3 separate regions of the Zea mays genome follow, and all the other regions are linked to region 3. Evidence: chromatin contacts called from public Hi-C data. All regions are on one chromosome and are shown on one strand. The core of a region is the stretch at or near the end of the contact, and the rest is flanking DNA. Distances in the headings are between cores, read along the strand shown. Region 1 holds the start of LOC103634602 (NAC domain-containing protein 92). Region 2 holds the start of LOC100276044 (Uncharacterized conserved protein UCP022280). Region 3 holds the start of LOC103634601 (phospholipid-transporting ATPase 1).

The links. A called contact is a pair of places that touch in the nucleus more often than the background predicts.
Region 1: a contact with region 3 is called in a Hi-C map of bundle sheath, with 2.8 times the contacts expected there. The contact joins the promoter of LOC103634602 here to the promoter of LOC103634601 in region 3. A contact is called at or near these places in 4 of 25 Hi-C or Micro-C datasets (bundle sheath, endosperm and leaf).
Region 2: a contact with region 3 is called in a Hi-C map of tassel, with 2.2 times the contacts expected there. The contact joins the promoter of LOC100276044 here to the promoter of LOC103634601 in region 3. A contact is called at or near these places in 2 of 25 Hi-C or Micro-C datasets (ear and tassel).

Annotation. Positions count from the first base shown.
Region 1 is chr1:53,479,591-53,483,857 of Zm-B73-REFERENCE-NAM-5.0, reverse strand. It overlaps LOC103634602 (NAC domain-containing protein 92), which reads left to right and starts at 2,103. Exons shown (of 3, transcript XM_008657013.3): 1 at 2,103-2,528; 2 at 2,699-2,976; 3 at 3,123-4,225. The coding sequence starts at 2,321. The coding sequence ends at 3,692.
Region 2 is chr1:52,919,294-52,923,641 of Zm-B73-REFERENCE-NAM-5.0, reverse strand. LOC100276044 (Uncharacterized conserved protein UCP022280) reads left to right here and starts at 3,023. Exons shown (of 8, transcript NM_001363290.1): 1 at 3,023-3,195; 2 at 3,620-3,686; 3 at 3,771-3,860. The coding sequence starts at 3,112.
Region 3 is chr1:53,212,219-53,216,539 of Zm-B73-REFERENCE-NAM-5.0, reverse strand. LOC103634601 (phospholipid-transporting ATPase 1) reads left to right here and starts at 1,337. Exons shown (of 7, transcript XM_008657008.4): 1 at 1,337-4,321. The coding sequence starts at 4,185. LOC100501310 reads left to right here. Exons shown (of 3, transcript NM_001196062.1): 3 at 931-1,466. The coding sequence ends at 1,081.

The sequences.
Region 1 (4,267 bases), core at 854-3,353, 270 kb before region 3:
CAGGGGCCATCCCTCGCATCTCCAACCTCCGGGGCGGGGATCGGGCGATGGGATCGGACGACTGGCGGCGGTGGGGGATCGAGCGGCTGGTGATCGAACGGTTGAAATTGTAGAACAATAGAATGGACGGTTGAGGTTGCAGGATGGCAGAACGGCAGAACGGCAGGAGGCAGACTACTATTACACTCTTAGGGTGTGTTTGGTTTGGCTTTTAGCTTTGGCTTTTGCCCCCTAAAAGCCAAAAGCCAAACCAAAGGTCTGGATCTAGAAAGCAGCTTTTTCTAAAAGCTGACTTTCTCGCAGTGTAAAATTGAAAGCACCCCTGGACCTGCTTTTAGTGGCTTTCGGATGAAACTGTAAAAACAAATATCGAAGAACTTTTAACGGCTTTTAGTGGTTTTTTTAGCTTTTTAACAGCTCACAGCCCACAACAGCTTTTTCCACAGCTCACAGCCCACAGCAGCTTTTTTCACAGCCACAGCCCAACCAAACAGACCCTTAATAAGTAGTACTAGATTTACGGCTGGAAGTCTGGAAGATAAAATCACACGAGGGGAAGGGGAGCAAAAACCCGGTGGATATTTCCAGCCAGATTAGACGAACGTCATAGCTTGACATGCTTTGTCCTCCGCGGCTCCGCTTAAAAAGCGTGGAACTTGATGACGGAAACGCTGAAAAAAAAGGCTTGGGAGAATGGCATGGGACCGAGCCCTGATGGCACTGCGGACGCCGAGCGTGCACCCTTCTGAAAGGGAAAATGGCTCGCCTGCCCTGTCGAATTTTGTGCGCTTTTGGTCCGGCTGCGCCCATACACCGCCGGTGTAGAGCCATCGGCATATATCCTTGCGCAAAGTTCTCGCCGTTGCCTGTCCGTCGTGTGGGGCGTTACGCGCATCCAGTAGACAACGACGAACACAGATGTTCCCAAAAGAGCGCGAGGGACGGAAGCGATCGAGCGAGCACCATTAGCCACGGTCCACGGACGGCGGTTAGGGACGAGACGAGTAGCGCACGACGGCACGAGTAGCGCCTGCCACGGTAATCTGGATTTCTCACCGTTTTCTGGAAAGGAACTGGCTGGGATGAGAGGATATCTGCTCCCCTGTCCGTGTCGTAGCGCCGGGTTGAACTCTTCACGCTGGCATGTGGGGACAGACAGATAGGCCTCCCTGTCGCCCAGCTCCGCACTCGTTTTCAAAGGTCAGAGAAGTAAGCGAAGCTCCTACTGTGATGGTATTTTAAAGGGAGAGCTCTGGGTTTTTCAATTCTCGGCCACATCGTTGCCGCGTTAGCTGTGAACCGGCGAGCGAGTGAATATTCCGCAGGCCAGTGGAGGGGAGCGGGCCATTACGATTAGGACAGGTAATTTGGAGTTAGCTTAGGGCTTGTTCGGTTATTCCCAATACACATGGATTGGATGGGATTGAAAAAATTAAGAAGAGGTTTGACTTGTTTGGGATTCAAACCCATCCAATCTCACTCAATCCACATGGATTGAGAGCTAACCGAACAAGCCCTTAGGTGGGGCAGTCACAGGCACACAGCAGCTACCGGCGGTAAGAAGTGAGGGGAAGGGCCCCCCGGTCCCCGCCGGACGGGGTCCGTCGTCTACAAGCCGCCCTCCGCACGGCTCTCCGCTCCCGGCCCGTCACAGCGTCGATACGACTATAGATGGCCAAAAAGCACGAGGCCCGTGAGCCCGGCACGAAGCCCGCTTTTTGGGCCCGGTCCGAACCCGGCACGGTAGAATAAGCGGGCGGGCTTGGACAGGAAACTAGGCACGGCGGGCTAGCCCGGCACGGCCCGTTTACCTCTAAGCCCGTTAAGCACGGTTTTTTTACACTAAAACGTGCTTACCGGCCCGTTTAGCCCGCTTTTTGGCCCGTTTTTTTCGTGCTAAACGGGCCGGCCCGGCCCGTTTAGGCCCGCTGCGGGCCGGGCTTGGACAGAAAATTAAGCCCGCTGGCACAGCAGGCCCGGCCCGGTTTTTGGCCGGGCTTCACCGGGCCCGGGCCGGGCCGGGCCGGGCGGCCCGTTTGGCCATCTCTAGATACGACCCTGTTCTATATAATGCCGCCCCAGCCCCTCCCTCCGCTCCTCCAGTCCAAGCCCCCTTGCCTTCTTTCTCAGCTCACCTCTCTCTTTCACGCACGCCTCTCTCTCTCTCTCTCTCTCTCTCTCTCTCTCTCTCTCTCTCTCTCTCTCTCTCTCTCTCTCTCTCTCTCTCTCTCTCCTTATCTGTCCTGAGGCAGCCATTTCCTCTTCCGATCGTGGAGAGGCTTGGAGTGGAAGGAGGCTGCTGGTTTTCGGCACGGCGGAGATGTCTGAGGTGTCGGTGATAAACCAGGCGGAGGTGGAGGACGCGGGCGCCGGGCAGCTGATGGACCTGCCGCCGGGCTTCCGCTTCCACCCCACCGACGAGGAGATCATCTCGCACTACCTCACCCACAAGGCCCTCGACCACCGCTTCGTCTCCGGCGTCATCGGCGAGGTCGACCTCAACAGGATCGAGCCATGGGACCTGCCAGGTTAGCACTGCGCGCTACTGCTTGATACGTCCTCACCTCAAAGAGCCAAATAGACCTGCACCTCTTTTTTTTTTGACTTTGTGCTTGTACTAGTAGTACTTCTCTTTCTCTCGGCTGGGAATCATGGCGGCCTAAATTTAACTGGGAAGCTTGCGTTTTGATTTCTCCAGGCAGGGCCAAGATGGGGGAGAAGGAGTGGTACTTCTTCTGCCACAAGGATCGCAAGTACCCGACGGGCACGCGGACCAACCGCGCCACGGAGACCGGCTACTGGAAGGCCACCGGCAAGGACAAGGAGATCTTCAGGGGCCGCGGCGTCCTCGTGGGCATGAAGAAGACGCTCGTCTTCTACCGCGGCCGCGCGCCGCGCGGGGAGAAGACCGGATGGGTCATGCACGAGTTCCGCCTCGAGGGCAGGCTTCCCCAGCCGCTCCCGCGCTCCGCCAAGGTCCGGCCCTCGTGTACTTACTCGTTCCGTCGTTCGGCGTTGCAAGCAAGTCTCCTGCCCTTAATTTCCGGCCGGTGGGCGTGGGCTAACAAGTCCCCTCTCTTCTTTTTCTTGCCGCCTTGTCCTTTTTGTTGCGTGCGGTGCAGGACGAGTGGGCCGTGTGCAAGGTGTTCAACAAGGAGCTGCAGGCGGCGAGGAGCGAGCCATTATTGGCGGCGGCCGGCGCGGCGGAGCTCGAGCGCGTGGGCTCGCTGGGCTTCCTCAACGAGCTCCTCGACTCCGCGGAGCTGCCGGCCCTCGTCGGAGCCGACGTGGACGAGGTGATCGACTTCAAGGGCCCCGCCCCCGCGTCCGTTCCGGACGCGAGCTACCTCCCGGTCAAGATGGAGGAGCACGCGCTGCTGCAGATGCAGCAGTGCCAGTACCAGCCGCCGCCCCCGATGTTCTACCCGAGCCAGTACTTCTCTCTTCCGGCGATGAACTCCGGCCACCTCCCCCCGGCGATCCGGAGGTACTGCAAGGCGGAGCAGCAGGTGGTCTCGGCGCAGACGGCGTCGGTGATCAGCCCGTCCCGCGAGACCGGGCTCAGCACCGACCCCAACGCGGCGGGCGGCTACGCGGAGATCTCGTCGGCGGCGACCCCGTCGTCGTCGCACCAGTTCCTGCCCGAGCTCGACGACCCGGCCCTCAACCTCGCCGACCTCTGGAAGTACTGAAGCCTGGGCGACGATCGACCGGTGGCTGGGCCGCCCACCCGCCCCGGTCACGTGGTCTGGTTGGTTAATTTGCTTGATTTGATTGATTATCTTGGTCTCTTGTGGGATCTGGGGTTGGTGACCGGTTCGCTGATGCGTCCTCGTTCGTCACCTCCGCCAGGTCCGGCCTCTACTGACCTCGGGTCTGACTAGATTATTATCCGTCCAGACCGCCAGGGGATTAGGGCTTCCTTGTTAATTAATTAATCCTAGGTTCCTTTGTATTGGTCTCTGTACATAGTACTGGTACCCTACTCTGATTGTGTCATTAGCAGTAGCATGATTACTGATAGGATTAATGAAATGGGGGTAGATTAAGGGGGCCTGCATCTGCGTCAGCAATGCAGTGCGTGGGGGGTTTTACGGGTTGATTAGTTAATTTGGGCGCTTGGTGAGCCAGCTAGCGCTAGCTTCATATGTACATGTACTGCCATTAATTGCTGCTTGAGCTCGACATACCATTATGTGAATTTGATGCTTCAGTTAAGCTCTCGTTTACAGCTCGTCCGTCCTCCTCCTGTACCGCTTGTCCGCTT
Region 2 (4,348 bases), core at 1,774-4,273, 290 kb after region 3:
AGAGATTCATACAAGCAATTTTTGGCTCTAGCATTTAAATGGATTTCTTTTTCCTCACTCGTGGTGGGTTTCTCGGGATTCTTGAGGGGTTTCATCCCGTCACGAGTGACTCTCCAAACACCTAGATCAACGGCCTCTAGGTAACAAGCCATTCTAGCACTATAATATGGGAAGTTAGTGCCGTCAAAGTGTGGTGGCCTATGGGTATCCATCCCTTCCTCTAAAAAGCGTCGGCTCTTTTAGCGGTGAAGCTAAAGCGTTTCAAATGAGCCAAACCGGGCTCTGATACCACTTGTAGGAAACGGGTGACGCCTAAGAGGGGGGTGAATTAGGACTTCTAAAACTTTTACTAAACTAGGCCACAATTAAATCCCTAGAGCAAAACCTATGCAAATAATCAAAACTAGAATGTGCAAACTAGGTTTTGTCTAAGTGTTGCTATCTCTATCGCAAAGGCTAAGTTTCAATCTACACTAAATAAGTATGACTACAAGATTGAAACTTAAATGCTTAATATAAATGCGGAATGTAAAGAGCTAAGTAGAGAAGCAAACTCTCGTGGATGACGCCGGTATTTTTACCGAGGTATCCGGAACCACGCAAGATCCCGACTAATCCTCGTTGGTGCCCCTACGCAAAGGGAAGCCCACGCGAGGGCCAAGCACCACGGTCGAGTAACTCCGTAGAGAGCCGCGGGCCTTCTCCACGCGCAAGTGGTGCTCCGCTTCCGGCTCCTCTCCGACGCTCCCCGCCGTCTCCACTATCGAGCTTCCGGCCGAAACGCCGCGGGCCTCGTTCCCTCCGGTACACGGTGGCGGCCGTGACACAAACGCGGTTGTCATGGTCTCGCAATACTCTCGCCCCACTCGGTACAATTACAACGACTCACGCAAGAGCCGAGGGGTTGTGTGGTTTTACAAAACTCACTCAACTAACTAGGGTTCACCTAGAGCAAGCGCTAAAGCGGTCTAACTAACCTAAGCACTTCGCAAAGCACCTACGCTAATCACCGAGTGATTCTATTAAGCACTTGGGTGTTTGAGCTCTTGGAAATATGCACTATGTGTCTATGCTCATAAGGTGATGATCTTCAAATGCAATGTGCAAAGAAAGCATGTTGTTACTGCAACCCAGATGCTGGAGTCAATGATTAAATGTCCCTAGCCTACAAGAGCAAAAGCAACCGACATCGCGCAATGTTGTCCTGGATGGCTCTGATTGTGTGATGCTTAGCTGCAGCTGGGGCATATCCAGAGCTAGTAGTGCAAATAATGTCAAGGATTCACATACAAATTATGGAGCAGTTTTCAAGTTAATGAGTAACATTGCCCCAATCTTTATGAGTCCACTGGAGAGCTTGGCGTCGTCACTGGTTCAAACCGCCAACATCTCTAATGCATCACTCATCTTGGTCCTCACAAGGGGCGGCACAACAACAAGGCTTGTGGCAAAGTACAGGCCAACAATTCTAGTGATAACCACTATGGTCCCAAAATTGAAGACTGATGATAATTTTAACTGGACTTGCAACAATGAGTGTCCATCCAGGCACAACATGATTGTGAGCGGCCTGATCTTGATACTTCTCGCTGCTACAGCGAAAGCATCTGATACTGAGTCGACTTAGGAAGCAATTAGCTTTGCCATAGATCATGCGAAGAAGCTCAAGGTCTGCAAGTCAAGGAATTTAATCGTCGCCTTGCATCGTATTGGTGCATCATTTGTCATCAAGATCTTGGCGATCAATTAGTGTTGATGACGTGGATGGGGACGGGCCCTTCATAAGGCAAATTTTGTGAGGTTACGAATGGACTCTTGCTAGTTTTATTTTGTTGGCTCATTTGCATGAGTGAGCTTGGAGGTAAAAATTTAGCTTATGAGAAGGCCTTTTGCTGTATGGAACTACACGATGCCTTTGATGAGCATTTTTATATGTTTGGCAACTTAAATAATACATTTACACTTTATGTCTATGATATAATGTGTTTCGTGACCCATTGATATCGTATTTTTTCATGTTATTTGGTGATTCAGTTTTTTCCACGCACAATAGTTCATAAATTGAATTTTCGATTTTTAATGCCAATGTATCAGGTGTAAACCAAGCTTCCGTGTAAACTCCGTGCAAACCAATTAACAAAAGACACAAAAAAATTTAAAAATATAGATATACTTCATTGATCACTCTACCACTATATAAAATTTAAAGTTCAAATTTATTATATATTAAAAGATAAAAAAGAGAAAATTCTGAAATAATTTTCATTTTTTATCTCAGAATTTTCTCTTTTTATATCTCCTAACATATGATGAATTTAAACTTAAAATTTTAAACAGATATAGATTAGACAATGAGATATATCTATAATTTTTTGAGATTTTTTTTATAATTTTTATTAGTTGATTTGCATGAAGTTTGAAGGAAAACTTGGTTTGCACGTATGGTTGACTGAACGAGCGCCCAGATAAGGAAGATTGCTTTTATCGGGATGCTCCTTGGCTTCCTGTCCAACGCCTGTATCAGGACGAGGAGTTCCCGTATCTTTGCGAGAACAGCCCGCCCAATGGCCATGAGAACCAACGCCTCTTCCAGCCGCCGCTTACCCCGTCGTCGCCGCGCGCGTTGCCACTGGACTCAGCACCTGAGCCTCTGCCACCGTCAATTGCCCCGCCGCCGGCTCCTCCGTGGGCACCTGGTGCCTGCACACGGGGCAGGAGCTGTGCATCTCCAGCCACGGCAGGATGCACTGGTCGTGGAACCGGTGCTTGCACGGCATCTCGCGCTCCGCGCCGCCACCGGCGACCTCGTCCAGGCACATGGGGCAGGTGGTTGTGTTTCTTGTGGAACGGCCCAACTGGTTGGTAACTTGGTATCCAGTCCATTGTGCATCACAACAAGGACCAAATAAAGGCATAGGTTAGTCCGTGGGCTACCACTACCAGGCCTACCGATAGGGCCATCTCTTTGACCCATCTCAATATGGGCTACGCCCAAGAATCCTCTCATCTCAGGGAAAAAGAAGGCAGGACTGGCAAGAAGGAAACAGAGGTCCGCGAGCAAACGCCTTCAAGCCCATCTCGGTAGCCGGAGAACGAGCAGCAGCGGAGGCGATGGCGTCCCCGGATCCCGGCCACACGCCGGCGCAAGGCGAGGAATCTGCCTCCCCCTCCTCGTGGCCTCCCCGAAAGCTCCAGGTCTCGTTCCCTCCTTATTAGCACCTCATAGGAAAAAAAAATACTATTGGATTCGTGTTCGTGCCCATCCTTCTTCATCTCAGATGCAGTATTTGGTATCCTTAATTTCGGTTGAAATGATCTGTATTTCGCATTACTTGCGGGCTTGGTTCATACGTGTTGGAACTACAGTTACGTTTTTCTGTGTTCTAGACTTTTCTTTAACTAAGTTAATCCTGTTTGAATCATCCTGTTTCATTTGCAGTGAGAAAATTATAGAACCTATCCATTGATGTCTCATTTATCTGTATTGTGAGAAAGGTCCCACAAATATTCGTTTTAGATGTTGTTGGATTAGCGGAGAAGAAACTTGCAGTTCCCCTAAGGCCCTAAGATCCATTATTTTTTGTTCTTTTGTTGTCACATTCTTCCTGTTGCCTTGTAGAGTTTCACACCAGGGCTGTGGTCACAATACAAAGCTTATGAGGATGCAGTTGTGGAGAACATTAAAGGTGAGTTTTTTTATATGTATCCCAGGATGCATTTGTCTCCTAGTATGGTCCTGAAACCTCTATCTGCTCTTATTTTCATTCAAGGAACTATTGCGGATGCTCTGGTTCTTGTGAGAGAGCATCAGGCGGAGGCAATTGGATGTGCCACTGTTGCAGGATTCATTCTGTTCAGAGGTACACTTCTGTTTTTTTAACCTTACTGTCATTTGTTTGTTGTGCCTGTGGGAAATGATCAGGAGAACCTATAGTTCCTGAATTATATTTTCTTAAACATATCATTAGGGTAATGGTACAATTGTTTTTTTTTTTGTTTCCAATAGGAAGGTGAATGAAAACATTGGGGATTGATTCTGTTAAAATGTTAGAATATTGGATGAAATAACATGGTCTGGCAGATCCTAAAACCAGACTACAAAGTTGGCCACATTTGGCATCCTAGTTTGACAGTTGACACCCTGGTTCTCCACAGTCCACACTACTACATCTATGCTGACATGTGGTAGCTAGCAGGAGATGGTTAAGACCAATTAACACAAAATTCAGCAGACTTATATAAAGCTTTCTATATTCCTAGATAATATATAATAAATGGATCCAAACTTACATTATCATTTCATGACTAAAACGAGTAATTATTAATCTTAAATTCCAAGTTTTAACTT
Region 3 (4,321 bases), core at 88-2,587:
AAAACATATATCGAAGAACTTTTAACGACTTTTAGTGGTTTCCACCAAACGATTTTTAGCTTTTTAACAGCTCACAGTCTACAACAGCTTTTTCCACAGCTCACAGCTCACAGCAACTTTTTCCACAGCCACAGTCCAACCAAACAGACCCTAAGTATATATTCTTCAGCGTCCGGTCCCAGCGCGACACTTGCTCCTACAATCCAATTCAGAAGCTAGCTTTATTTGACGCCGCGGCATGCACAGTTTTGGTTTGCATGTACCACACAACACACGTAGTTGTTAGGATTCCACGCCTCGCCGCCTCGGCACGTTCAGGTGAGCGAGAAGGGTGCGCTGGATTGGACACGTTGACCCCCCCCTTTGCAATCAGTTCTGATATATAGAGAGAGAGAAAGAAAAGAGGAAACGGAACTATGAAATGATCACGAACGAAATCGACCGTACTCTAGAAGTGCATCATCAAGTAATGGTGGACATGTGCGAGTAATTAAGCGAAGACTGGCTCGCGAAGCTTCCACTGGCTTACATGCGGGGCCCAGGTGCGCCGAACCAGTGAGTCACACCGGATGCGTGTGCCGTTCACATGTGCGCCGTGCGGGTTAGACCTTTGGCCAATTGCTTCCACGCACGCAAACCCATCATCATATCATCCGTATTATGGCGCTCGCGCCCTCTGAAAATAGGAGAGGAGCTCCCGAGTTCTGATCAAGTCAAACTCAAACCCGGCCCAGCGACGGGCCCACGGGCACTTCCAACGCCACCAGCACGGCCAGGATTTAAAAATCGGGGGCCGGATGCTTCCGGACGCGACCGAACAGGGCAGACCGCACGGACGGCGCCCACTAGTCACGGCTCGCGACCAGGTTTTCAAAAGTTTCCGTGCTGGCAAGGTGTCTAGACTGACTTGTGACTTGTGCTGCCTGCTAGGCCAACCAAGCCGCGCCGAGCTTGGCACCTGCCTGCATCACCCGGCCGCCGGGCGCGAGATGTCGCGCGCGTACGGGACCCTCCTGAGGCGTGCGTGGGCGGCGCCGCCGTGCTGGATCAAGACTTGTTTGTCCTAAGTAATACTCCGTAGCATCGTGCGCTAACTGTGCCCTCCGCTTGATGGATCCCTGGCGAGTTTGGCGTGCCGTGTAGGACGCTCCGGCAGGGCTTGGCAGGTAAGGTTTACCGTGCTTGCCATGATTCAGCCAACGTTGGCCAGTGTTTCACTTTCACCGGTGGCGTGTCAACTGCAGTGGATTCACAGGAGGGAGTTGACCGGTGCGAGGCCCATGGTTCTGTGTAACCCTGTAGCAGGTCTGTCTTCTGATAGCACGTGTACGCCTAACTTTTTTTTTCAGCGCCCTGTAATTCGTTGAGTAGTCCAGGCTTCGAGTTTTCTTTCAGCCGGTTTGACCTGGTTTTAATTAGTGTTGCAGCCACCGCGCGCATGATTCCAAGAGATCCTTTCCTTGATCACATCTTCATCATAGGGCTGTCCTTTCCCACTACTGTTTTTTAGCCGGTCAATTATGGACAACTCAACGCGGATTGGAGAGATATATGCTCCACACACGAACTTTCTTCTCGTCAAACATTCATAAACTTCATTCACAAGAAATCCAGAGAGTACTCTAATATCTGCCTTTTTCACATGCCAATCCTGTTGCTATCGTACAAGCCTGTTCATTAATAACGAGTACTCTAATATCTGTCTTTTCCCTGGAAAAAAAAAGAGAACTGCAGAACTGACCAACCAGGCTCTCTCCATAGGAAGAAAATTGGCACATCATTTGTCCTGTCCTACTAGCTATCGATCATCCATATGCATGCATATAACAAGCAAGTCACGGGCAGATAAATTAGAAATCCAATCATAAAAGTTGTCTTCTGCAGAGATGCAATTCCTTTTTTTTAATATATATCCAAAAGTATATCGACTGTAGGATATGGCGTGGTCAGTTCAGTTCGTAGTGGCCATCGGTCGTCCATCCATCCATCCAAAAAGGACACACATCTTCGAGAGAAGAATTCAAGTCCGCACAGTGCACACGGTCATTTTATGGCAAGTAGTACTACACCTACTGTGAATGAAAAATTGATATACTGCGCCATCCATCAGCTCAGCTAGAATTGTTTTTTATTTCCCCTAGAAACCAATAGGACCATGCAGGCTCGGCACGTTTCTGAAGCGAACATGATGCATGGTCCGTCGCATCGCATCGCATCGGTCATGGGGGCTTGGACAGGGCGTACTACGTACGTCCAGGAGTGCAACGCAAGCACGGTCGTCATGCGTGAGCGTGATGATCCGGTTCTAGAAGCGGACGGGCGAGGGACGGGGTGACCTGTCACCAATGCAAGTTTACATGGCGCTGATTAATATGGGCGTTAGATAGAGGGTGGGAGGCGGCTTGACGTCGTCAACCGCTCCCTGCCCAAGCCGCCTTGTCCGCAACCGCAAGTTGACTTCCACCCGGCTGCTTAAGGCTAGGCTACGTACGAATGAATAGATGTTTATTGCTGAGCTCAGCGTAACAACAGAAGATTTGTGCGTGGTTTACCATATGGATTAGGAGCAGGCGAGGCGAGGCGAGCAGCTCCCTGACAAGATTCTCTACTGATAGAATAATAGGGCCACGACATTATACACGTCTATTTGTTTTAGCGTGTGATCGCGAGCCTCGCTTGCCGTGATCTCGAATTCAAAAAAATGCTGGAAAAGGAGTACGTGTGGCACGGGAATAAGTCAGCAAGCCAGAGACCCTATCTTCGTAGTACATGTAACTGCCGTGCAAGTCATGCAAAATCTCCCCTATATATATACTCCTTGTTTTTTCCACCTCCTTTTTTTTCCTCCCAAACGGTTTAAGGATTAATTAAAACGTACTAGAGCTGTTTGAAATACGACGATTAAAACGTACCAGAACCAACCGATGAAAAAGGAAACATAGGCTACCACTTCGCTCCGCTGATTAAGATGTTTGCATCTAAAACGTGTATCCTATTTTCCACGCACTATACATTCACGAATTAAAAGTCTGCGCAATAGCGGCTATAGACAGTGCCTTGCAACTGCAAGCTTAAGCACGAAGGGAAGCTTTTCTTGATTCGTGAATAGGATGTGGAGCCCCTTTTTTTCAGCCGGGAAAGATTACTAAAGAGCGACGAAAAAGCAAGCATCACCCATCCGATCCGCCTTTCGGGTCGGAAGCTTCAAGATCTCCGCCCACGAAGCGAGAGCCGGCCGGCCGGCACCGGCGCCCCAAGGTTCCAAACTGCCGGAAACAAGGATAGTTTAGTGGCCGCGAAAGCGAAACCCCTCGCCGCATGGGCCACGGAACGCCGCCCGCTCCCGTCCATCCTGCTGCGCTCTGTGCTCCTCCTCATCCATATATGTGCGACAGCCTAATTTCTCCGTGATTTGCTAGGATGATTAGCAACGAAAACGGGTCAAAGAAATCAAAACAAGTCCCGGCGTTAGCCCCATCCGCTTGTCGATTTTTCTCTGTCCTCTCCTGTCAAGTGGAGCGGAGTGCTGAGAGGGAGCCACAGAAACTTCCACGAGGAATGCAGTCAGCCAAGGAGGGGCAGCGTTGCCAAATCTTCCTCCGCTAATTTAGTATTCTCATCAGGCTCCGCTTAATTACTTCTCTGCGGCAGATTCCTTGCCAGGCTTCATTCAAATAACGCAAACCCAATGCTGGCTGGCAAAGTCTTCGAGCTCCCCTTCTCTCTGTGTCATATCATACAAACGGTGCCGTCGCCCCGTCGTCCTCATCAAGTTCCCCTGCCCAAAACCACACTTCTCCCTTCCTTTCCGTCCGCGCTTCGCTTCCTCCTCCCCGGCCTGCGGGAGCTGGAGTAACCGCGCTTGCTGAGTCCAATCTTTAATGCGGTACTCACCCTAGTTACTCCCAGGCGTCCACCTCGCCCAACCACCTGCGCCTCCTCCACCTCGCTTGCTTTTGTTGCCTGCCAAAACCCAACTCGTCCTCCGCTAGGCTCTGCTCGTTTCCCTCCCTTCCCCCCCTCCCTCCCCTGTTCTCTCGCCCGAACACGGCGACCGTCGCTCCAAAACACGACCTTCACGCGCGCGCCGGGAGCGGCATGCCCGGGAACGCGGGAGCTGAGGGTCCGTGCCTCCCGGTCGTCTGACGCCGCGCCGGTCATCGCCCACGCCTCCTCGCCCGGCCATGGCCGAGGACCACGGGTCGTCGCGCCACATGTCGGCGTCGCAGAAGGAGCTGGGCGACGAGGACGCCCGCGTGGTGCGCGTGGCCGACGCCGCGCGCACCAACGAGCGCCTCGACCTCGCGGGCAACGCCGTGCG